Regions from separate parts of the Zea mays genome. Here region 2 is linked to region 1. Evidence: chromatin contacts called from public Hi-C data. All regions are on one chromosome and are shown on one strand. The core of a region is the stretch at or near the end of the contact, and the rest is flanking DNA. Distances in the headings are between cores, read along the strand shown.

Region 1 (5,432 bases), core at 943-3,442:
GGAGCTTTAAATTATTGCTAAGTATTTCCCTATAGCTCAAGGCTTTCGAGGACTTATATGATTCCTTCTTCGAGCTTTCTCGGGCCATTATGTGCCCTAGGTCCTTAGATCACCCTAGGGTCTACTGAATCTTGGGTCACTCTATAACTTTATAAGTCTTTGTGTTCCTCTTCCGTTCATGGTGCCCCCCGTCAAATCTAATTACATCAAGCTCCTCTTCCGACTGGTGCCAAGGGAGTTCCTTAGATTGTGTTCAACGGTTCCCTCTATATTTCTCCCCAAATATCCCACTATCCCCCACGCCAGCAATCTCTCTTCCCTTATATCTCCACCCTCTATAAAGGTTCCCCCAAAACACCACTACACCATAAAATATAATTTCCCCTACCCATTCATCATTCATTACCATTTTTTCTCAACTATCAAATACATGTGTGCACCGAAATCGAGGCAAGGGGCAGCACAACGCTACCCTTTTTCTAGCGTTGTACTGTGCTCATCGCTTGTACTGTAGCAGTTGTAGGGGTGACCAATGAACGCGCTCGCGTGGATCTGTATCCGCCACAACAAGGGGAGGGGAAGGTTGGCGGGGACCATTGAATGTAGTCTTATGGCATGGTACCCTAGGTGTTGTCGTTCCAGCATAGTGGGCCTCACAATAGCCTCTTGTACTAAAATACTCGGAATATGTCTTAGTTACTTCTAGGGGTATATCCTTCCCGAGACACTAACATATATAGCCCCCCTCCCTCTGAGTTTGTTGCTGGATTGTTCCTGTAGGTGCTTCTATTTTTCCTTACTAGATGCCTAATGAAATGGATCACCTGAGACTGCTTATCATAATGTGGAGAAGGAGACCAATAAGTTGGAAGCTGTTTTTACACATGTATCTGGATTATGAGGTCAAGAAGGGCAAGGGACTGTAGAACCAAGGAGCTTAGCCTAGTGGAAGAGCTAATTGGTGGTGTTGGTCTCCTTTATTGTGTTTACCTATATGTTGTTTGTTAGTAAAGTGAACTGGACAAATACATACTTATGCATTGTTTGAACATGAAGGAACTTGTCGTACTCTTTTCCTTCCTAGAGGTTTCTCACGAAGTATGATTTTTTATCTAGAAATGCTTTTAACAAGGTGACATTGCACTAAGGCTGTAGTTATATTTTGAGATTTCCTTTCGCCTTTCATGTGATCTTGTGAGTTTTGACTTGTGGTCTAGTTCTGAAATGGTTGTTGTCGTTGTCAATGGCAATTTTCGAGTTATGGATTTGTGATTTTTTTATGATATGAACAAGTGAACTAGTGATGTAGTATGTAACATTGTGGGTTTTTTGTTATACATTGTAAATTTGAATGCATTATCTTTTTCTCTAATGTTTAAGATATTTCATTGCGACGGACCGACAGACAACCCGACATGTTGGCCTTATCGTGCCTCCGACACTGACACTGTTAGAGATTCTTTCTCTAGAAGCTTCCTGTAATCTTCAACCGAATCAATCTTCTTTAGATAGAAAGGATAATTAATCTCCTATAGATAGAAAGGATAAACTCAGATTGATTTGATTGCTTCTTGTACGTGTTGTTGCATCTAGCCATTGGTGCCTATATTAACATGCATGCAACCTATGGCCACCTAAGTGTGGTGAAAACGCTTAAACCAATTCCAGCTTTCATGGTACCAGAGCCCACCACTGAAATTCTTTCATCTAGCCATGGCGTTCGACTCCAATACTGCCACCATCCCCTCTTCCTTCCAAATCCCGATTACAGAGAAACTCAACAAAACAAATTACATGTTGTGGAAAGCCCAAGTCCTGTCGCCATCTCGCCGATCCGAGCGGTGCAGATGGAGGGACTTCTTACCGGAGCCGAAGCAATGCCGGCTCAGACCATCGTCGTCAACACCAGTGAAACCACCTCCGTTCAACCAAACTCGGAGTATGCTCGCTGGGTCTCCCATGATCAGACTGTTCTCGGGTATCTCTTGGTTATAAGATGGAGTTTAAAATAGGAAATATAGGTAAGCTCTTGGAGATTACCAACGTCTTCTCTGCATCTTTATCTACCAGCTTTATGTGCCAACATACAAATACTATTTATTAGTGTACTAGTATATATACAGGACGTACGTGACACACCATGATGCGTACAGGACGTACGGACGGCTACCGGCAACTCACACTCACGTCAGCCCGTCCGTGCATCGCATGCAGCCGACCCAGACCAGACGTACGTACGTACGTAATCCTCTCCTACACACGATCTTGCTGCGTGCGACGCATGCAGATGCAGTTTTGAACCCATCTCAATCTCATGTCCTCCCAGCGCACGCCGAAGCCAAACACGACCCGCATGCGCATCGCATGCTACGCCCTGCTTCCTGCGCCACCGCTTGACCCCAGGTCAAACCCCTCTGCGCCGTCATAACTTCCGCTCTGGGTGCTCCATTTACTCCCTTCAGCCTTCGCATCCACCACTGCTTCCCGCTCATAAAACTCGCCACTCACTGCAGCAGCAACTGAGCAAGCGGCCAAGCGCACACAGGAGTATACTCTGCAGCACGGACACGCCCGGCCCGACAAGCCAGCCACTCTTCTCGCGTGAAGCTGCCAGGACGAGAAGAGAGAGAGGGAGTGAGACACACACAGACAGAGAAAGCGGAGGAGACTAACGAGGCGTGCATGAGGAAGGGGGCAGTGGCCGTGATGGGGAGGGAGGCCGCGGCCGCGGTGGCGGCGGAGCTGGAGGACTCGTTGGGGAACGCTGCTGCTGCCGCGGCGGCGGCGCCCGTGCTGAGCCCGCTGAGCGAGACGCTGTGGCGCGACAGGGCGGCGGCGGGCGGGGTCCTCCTCGGGGACGTGTCGGCGCGGCTGGCGTGGCGGGACCTCACCGTGACCGTGGCGCTCGGCACCGGCGACACGCAGGCCGTGCTGCAGGGCCTCACGGGCCACGCCGAGCCCGGCACCATCACCGCGCTCATGGGCCCGTCCGGCTCCGGCAAGTCCACGCTGCTCGACGCGCTCGCCGGACGCCTCGCCGCCAACGCCTTCCTCGACGGGACCGTCCTCCTCAACGGCCGCAAGGCCAACCTCTCCTTCGGCGCCGCGGTACGCACGTCGTCGTCGTCCTCGTGTCACCGGTTCGCCGTCGGTACGTACGTGACCTTGAGTTCTCCTTGGATCTTCCGGCATCGCCGATCTTGGTCACTGAGGAGAGGACTCGTCACATATGCCATGCATGCCAGGTTCTGTAACCTTGCTGCCTTTCGGCAGCGGCTTCGCGATCGCAGCACAAGATGCCATGCATCAAGCCAGCCCTTGCATCTGTGGTTGTTGGATCAGCAGCAGTAGCCATCTCCGGTCAAAATTTGGGCGACATGCTGCCTTCGCTAGCTGTCGCCCGTCTGTTCTCCTGATGGATCGTTCTGTTGTCAGGTGTGTGTTTGGTGACTGGAGTTTAAACACCCACACCCACTACTGTGGCTGAGGGTGGTGAGGAGACACCGTACCGGTTCTGTTTTTTCCTGGGCTCACCAAACAAACCATCATGATCTGCTAACGTCTCTCTCACACCTCTTGCTACTGAAAAATACTGTCAATCTGCAAAAAAAATTCAGGCCTACGTGACGCAAGACGACAACCTGATCGGCACGCTGACGGTGAGGGAGACGATCTCGTACTCGGCGCGTCTCCGGCTCCCCGACAGCATGCCGAGGGAGGAGAAGCAGGCCCTGGTGGAGGGCACCATCGCCGAGATGGGGCTCCAGGACTGCGCCGACACGGTGGTGGGCAACTGGCACCTGAGGGGGATCAGCGGCGGCGAGAAGAGGCGGGTCAGCATCGCCCTGGAGATCCTCATGAGGCCCCGGCTGCTCTTCCTGGACGAGCCCACCAGCGGCCTCGACAGGTATATGTACGCGCGCGGGCGCTTGCTTCAGGCCGGCCTATCAATCATCTGACGACTGATCGATGCAACAACAAAAAAAACACACAAAATCGTGCAGCGCTTCGGCGTTCTTCGTGACGCAGACGCTGCGGGGGCTGGCGAGGGATGGCGGCCGGACCGTCGTAGCTTCGGTCCACCAGCCGAGCAGCGACGTCTTCTTGCTGTTCGACTGCCTCTACCTCCTGTCAGGAGGCAGAACAGTCTACTTTGGCAAGGCTTCAGAGGCTTGCGAGGTAACAACAACATGAGTTTTCTTTTTTCCTAATTCGTACTCCGACCTGTCTAGGACTAGCTAGGAGTACGTGTACGTGTTTTTGGCTTGCTACACCAATGGGGGCATGCGTGTCTACTGTGCACGATCCGATCGAGAGCAGTTCTTCGCGCAAGCTGGGTTCCCGTGCCCGCCGATGCGCAACCCGTCGGACCATTTCCTCCGGTGCATAAATTCGGACTTCGACAGGGTGAAGGCCACCCTGAAAGGGTCGATGAAGACGAGGGTGAGCCGGATTCTGCCACCTCCGATCCTCCTCCTTCAGTATAGCCTGCTGTAGCATGTCTAGCTTGTCTGAACTTCTGCACTCCCCATTTTTCTCTCTCTCACGTATATATACCGTACTGTAGTTCGAAAGATCTTACGACGATCCGCTGGAGAAGATCACGACCTCGGAGGCGATGAGCAGGCTGGTCAGCCACTACCAGCACTCGCAGCACTACGTCAGCGCGCAGCAGAAAGTAGACGAGATGGCCCGGCTCGTAAGCTGACACTGACGAATTAATCTTCTTCATCAGCGCGCCGGCCTAGCTAGCTGACGAGACCATTCCCGGTTCCAAAATAGAATAGAATAGAATTGATCGAAAGCGGATCGTCCATGTGGTTTTGCAGAAAGGGACTGTGCTGGACTCTGGAGGGAGCCAGGCTAGCTTCCTGATGCAGGCGTCCACGCTCACGAAGCGGTCGTTCGTCAATATGTCCAGGGATTTCGGGTACTACTGGCTGAGGCTCATCATCTATGTCGTCGTCACGATTTGCATCGGGACTATATACTTCAATGTCGGCACCGGCTACAGCTCTATCCTGGTACGTAATAAGAGGCTGTTCGTACCCTTGATGATGCTTACACATGTATCTACTCTCTCGTTCTGAATTCTAACCCTTGATGCTGGTGTCTGGGTGCCGGGTGGTGAACTGACGAAAAACAACTACGTACTTACTAGGCCCGGGGGGCATGCGCTTCCTTCATCTTCGGCTTCGTCACGTTCATGTCGATCGGGGGGTTCCCGTCGTTCGTGGAGGACATGAAGGTGTTTCAGAGGGAGAGGCTGAACGGGCACTACGGCGTGGTCGCGTTCGTGATCAGCAACACGGTGTCGGCGATGCCGTTCCTGGTCCTGATCACCCTGGTGTCGGGCACGCTGTGCTACTTCATGGTGCGCCTGCACCCGGGCTTCACGCACTACCTCTTCTTCGTGCTGGACCTCTACGCCA
Region 2 (4,967 bases), core at 640-3,139, 260 kb before region 1:
GATTGGATTCGTCCCTCTCCCTCGCACTCGCACGGTCGCACCGGGGACCGGGCCTTCTTCTCTTCTCTGGTGGGCCAACCTTGGCGGCTCCGGCTGACAGTGCTTGCCCGATCGCGTGGCGTCAACGCCGGTGGGCCCATAACTGGTTAAGGCCTCGTGTGTTAAGACTTAAGATAAATCGTAAATTGGGTCGAAGTCTTCTGTGTCTCTGTCTCTGTCTCTATCTTTATTTCTACTATATTAAAGCAACAGTTTTAATTGTCGCCCTGCATCATCATTTTACAAGGAATCCCATGTATTTCTTCAAAATCAACCCGTTGTACCAGATCATATCTCATCTCTATCCTATTTATTCGCACAACAACATTCTCGCAACTGTCGCTCTAGCAAGAAACCTCGTCCATTTCGCAACAACTTCCGGCTGCTTCTTCCGCCGTTGCACTGCCACAATGAAGAGGGTTAGGAAGCTCGCCTCCGAATAAGGATGCTCACTAGGTGATCAAAGTTGCATCGAGTCCAACTAACTCTGAACCTATTTGTCGCCAAAAGGGACCGGGAGCCCGTCTCCTAGCTCACTTGTATTTCGCTCCGACACGAGCTCCATTTCGCTCCTCCCATCCCATGGGCGACATGGCATCAACGGTAGATCTACCTAGCGTGTGTTTCGTCTGGTCAAAGTTATTCTCGTCGGATCTATTATTGGTAGAGACCGCTCTAATTGTCGTGTTTTCGCGGGGGACGTCCACTGACCAGGCCACAAGCTTCTCAAATAAGCAAGCCAAGCTGCTCAAGACGCAGAAGTTCGCGTCCGAGCTTGACCATCTCGCCAGTTCGTTCTTTCACTCATACCCTTTGTTTCTCAATTCGACTGTAATGAGTGCACAATACTTTTAGGGATATATAGATGTTTTCCGCAAGGGCTTTCTCTGATCCAACGAGTTTGTTCTTGGTAGGTGGATACGTCAAGGTCAAAGGTCAAGTTGGACGTGATGAAGCCCTGAATTGCCAAGTGGGCCACTGAGCTACTTGGGTTTGACGTATGTTTCTGATCCATGCAGAGGTAGTTATATTTTTATTGTTTGATGTGATACTCTAAAGGCAAGAGCAAGTATGTGTATTTCAGTAAGCATGTTAAGCATTAGAGGATAAACTTGTTGTATTTGGTATTTCAGGAATGATCTTATTGGCGTACTTGCTAAACTTGGAGAAAATTGTTAAGCCATTTACCATAAATGAATTTGCATGTGTTACCTATGAAATCTCAATAATGATTTTGGTTAGGGCATCAGATCTACACCATCTTCTTGCTCCCAAGTCCTAAGCCAAAACATTGACTATAATTTAATTCGAGCATGGGGCTCCTTTTCAACTAATTTTTTTAGTCTTTTGGCTAAGATCAAGTGTAATATTTCTTTTATCATTTCAATATCGGGTATATGAACAATATGTTCATATTAAATTCATTTATTATGAGTATTTTTATGTGAATGGTCTATTAAGACTCTATGTCGCTTAGCCACCCAATCAATATCTTAAAATATAGTTAGGTACCGGATATTAAACTAGTTTAGTTTATATTCCACTTTTATCAATTCAAAAGCGAATATAAATCCAGCTACGTTTTTTTTAAAGAGGACCCAAGTGAACACGTGTACCCTCTTGCGCCCAGACACCTAACGAGGCAGTCTGGGCGCTTCTGTGCTCCGGCGCCATCCCCGACAGGAGGAACGCGACACACCCGTCCGCATCTGCGCTGGAAAAAAAGTGCGCACCGGCAACAAAGTCCAGCCAGCGAGCACAGTCATCCGTCGGGAGGCTATATATAAAGCGTTGATCCGATCCACGAAGGCAAGAGAGAGACAAAGTAGAAGCTAAGGCGCGAGTGATAGGAGGGTTTTGGTTCAGAGAGGAGCGGGGCAATGGCGGGTGGTCGTGGCTCGTCGGCGGCGAGGCTAGCGCTGCTACTGGTGGTGGTGGTGGCGGCGGTGGCGGGCGGCGCCGTGGCGGGGGGCAAGGTGGTGCACGTGGAGGAGGCGCACCGGCGGAGCATGCTGGCCAATGGCCTCGGCTCGGCCCCTCCCATGGGGTAACGTTGGTTCTGGGTTCCTTGTCGTCAACTGTGTGGCTGCGCGGGCGGGAGCTCTGGAGTCTGGTCTCGTCTCTGATCTCTTTCTTTCGGGCCGCAGGTGGAACAGCTGGAACCATTTCCAGTGCGACGGCAACGGCGAGGTGGTCATCAGGGAGACCGGTGCTTCCTCTCTGTCTCTTCAGTTTTTTTTGTCGTCGTAGTAGCAGTAACAGCTTGATCGCTTGCTGAGCTGAATAGAGCAGCTGACTGGTTTACATCTCTTTCTCTCCTGTTCCTTTTCTTTCTTCAACTGTGTCCGTCCGTGCTGTGCCGCCCGTGCATGCGTTGGTGCTCGTCCTCCAGCGGACGCGCTCGTGTCGACCGGACTCGCCGCTCTCGGCTACAGATACGTCAACATCGGTGCGCTAGCTAGTCTCCGGGGTTCTTGAGCTGATTCTTGAAACCCTTTTTTTTTTCTGGCGATAAAAAAAAAGGATCCTTATGAACTGAACTGGATTACCAAACGTGTTCTTGTCGACCCCCATGTCTCAGATGATTGCTGGGCAGAGCCACAACGTGACGCTAAGGTACGCACGGCACAACACAAGCCAATGCTTCAAGTCTCAACTTACCTGAGCTGAACGACGATTGGTGGCGAGACAAGAGCCTAATGCTGCTCCGGCCGGGCTCTCTGTCCCTGGTGGGCCGCTTTGCAGGGCAACCTGGTGGCCAACACCAAGACGTTCCCGCACGGGATCAAGGCGCTGGCGGACTACGTCCACGGCAAGGGGCTCAAGCTCGGGATCTACTCCGACGCCGGGTGAGAGTGACGAGGGAGAAATAGCTAGCTTGCGTGCTTGACTGCTTGCCCCCGGCGGCACTTGGTTTTTCGCCGTATAGTCTACGACGACCGTCTCCGTCTGTGACAGACTGCTCTGGATGCAGGTTCCAGACCTGCGCCAAGGCCCAGCCCGGGTCCCTCGGACACGAGGAGCTGGACGCCAAGACCTTCGCGGCATGGGTGAGTTGAGACAAAAAGAAGAGTCGCATCTGCCACCTCGCGAGTACTCTGTCCATTTGGTCTCTGTCCACGCGCGCAGGGGGTGGATTACCTCAAGTACGACAACTGCAACAACGGCGACCTGAAGCCGCTGGAGAGGTACCCGGAGATGAGCAGAGCACTGATGAAGGTGGGGCGGCCGATCTACTTCTCGCTCTGCGAATGGTACGTACGGTAACTAACGGAACAGGCGTGCGTCTCTCGATCACCATGACCCGGTTTCGTCATTTCGTGGCAAGCGAGCTGACTTGAGTCGATCACCACCATCACCAGGGGCGACATGCACCCGGCGACGTGGGGCGCGACCTACGGCAACAGCTGGAGGACCACCAACGACATCGCCGACACCTGGGACAGGTCAGTCTGTTTGTTCCTTGCGTCGCGGCCTCGCCGCTGTCCTGTCCAGACTCCAGACCGTTTGCTAGCTTCACTGAGACGATACCTGCCGCCGGTTCCAGCATGATCGCCACGGCGGACCAGAACGAGGTGTGGTCGGAGTACGCGCGCCCCGGCGGATGGAACGGTCTGTACTGTACACATGATCAGTTGAACGGCCTGTACATGATCAGATGGATTCGCGCCTTAACGCTCATCCGGTCCGGTGCTCTGGCGTGTGCAGATCCGGACATGCTGGAGGTGGGCAACGGGGGCATGACCAACAGCGAGTACGTCGTGCACTTCAGCCTCTGGGCGATCTCCAAGGTCAGTGAGACTGCGTACACCTGATGCCTGCATCCTGGTAGTGGTACACAGACAGAACATTTTAGTTTCTTTTTTTGTCTGAACTTGTCCTCGCCCGGCCAATGAACGCGCAGGCGCCTCTCATCATCGGCTGCGACGTCAGGCACATGTCGCGGGAGACGTACGCCATCCTGGCCAACAAGGAGGTGATCGCCGTCAACCAAGGTGAGAGCGCCCGGCTGCGTTCAGCGCCCGCGTGTCCAGTTTTTTCACTGACCGGAGGCGATGCGTTGTTCCTGTGTTGTGTGTTGGGCGTGCGTCGCGTCGCGTGCAGATCCGCTCGGCGTGCAGGGGAAGAAGGTGCGGATGGAGGGGAGCAGCGAGATCTGGGCCGCGCCGCTCTCCGAGTACCGGACGGCGGTGCTGCTCCTGAACCGGCACGCCAAGGACGAGGCCACCATCGCCGCGCACTGGGACGACATCGGCCTCCCCGCCGGCACGCCCGTCGAGGCCAGGGACCTGTGGCTGGTACGTACAGTAGTGCGCGCGGCCGTCGTCCTCGCGGCGGCATGGGCGAATCGGTCGGTCGTCATGCGAGCGCTCGGGCGCCCTTCACTGACTCGGGTGCCCTTCTTCTATCTTGTCTGTCCCAGCACGAGACGTTGGACGCCACGTTCACGGACAAGATGAGCTTCGACGTCGCGCCGCACTCGTGCAGGATGCTCGTCCTCAAGCCCAGGATCCAGATCCAGTGAACTACACCACCGCTGCCGCATGGGCGCGCGTACGTGCGGCCCTCACGACGTCACCACGCGTCGATTCATTTGTACTGCAGGCTACTAATTGCAGACACGTGGAATCAAAATCACCAAGAATGGTTCTTGTTCCTTGTATCGTATTGTGCTCTCGACTCAACCGAGACACTGGGCCCTCGTGCTGGCCTCACAACACGGCCCACCCCAGTTGGGAACATAAATCCACCATACCCGGCCCAGGCAGGTTGTCCACACCACGGACTGCATTGCGTGCTGGATCCTCACAAACGCTTACATGGATATTTTTTCCTAATCTCCGTTTCTCGTGAGGATAAATCTCTGACAGTCATCATCGACCCGCTTAAATTATAATTAGTACATACTTCTTTTGTTCGGCTGCGAA

Evidence for each region. A called contact is a pair of places that touch in the nucleus more often than the background predicts.
Region 2: a contact with region 1 is called in a Hi-C map of bundle sheath, with 3 times the contacts expected there. The contact joins the promoter of LOC100280970 here to the promoter of LOC103643414 in region 1. A contact is called at or near these places in 4 of 25 Hi-C or Micro-C datasets (bundle sheath, endosperm and leaf).

The regions. Positions count from the first base shown.
Region 1 is chr1:233,567,429-233,572,860 of Zm-B73-REFERENCE-NAM-5.0, reverse strand. LOC103643414 (ABC transporter G family member 11) reads left to right here and starts at 2,192. Exons shown (of 5, transcript XM_020546746.3): 1 at 2,192-3,108; 2 at 3,618-3,907; 3 at 4,005-4,179; 4 at 4,830-5,024; 5 at 5,162-5,432. The coding sequence starts at 2,683.
Region 2 is chr1:233,823,637-233,828,603 of Zm-B73-REFERENCE-NAM-5.0, reverse strand. LOC100280970 reads left to right here and starts at 1,889. Exons shown (of 13, transcript NM_001313794.1): 1 at 1,889-2,086; 2 at 2,187-2,248; 3 at 2,432-2,488; 4 at 2,621-2,655; 5 at 2,785-2,888; 6 at 3,014-3,089; 7 at 3,169-3,293; 8 at 3,402-3,485; 9 at 3,587-3,651; 10 at 3,748-3,830; 11 at 3,944-4,034; 12 at 4,144-4,337; 13 at 4,463-4,696. The coding sequence starts at 1,920. The coding sequence ends at 4,564.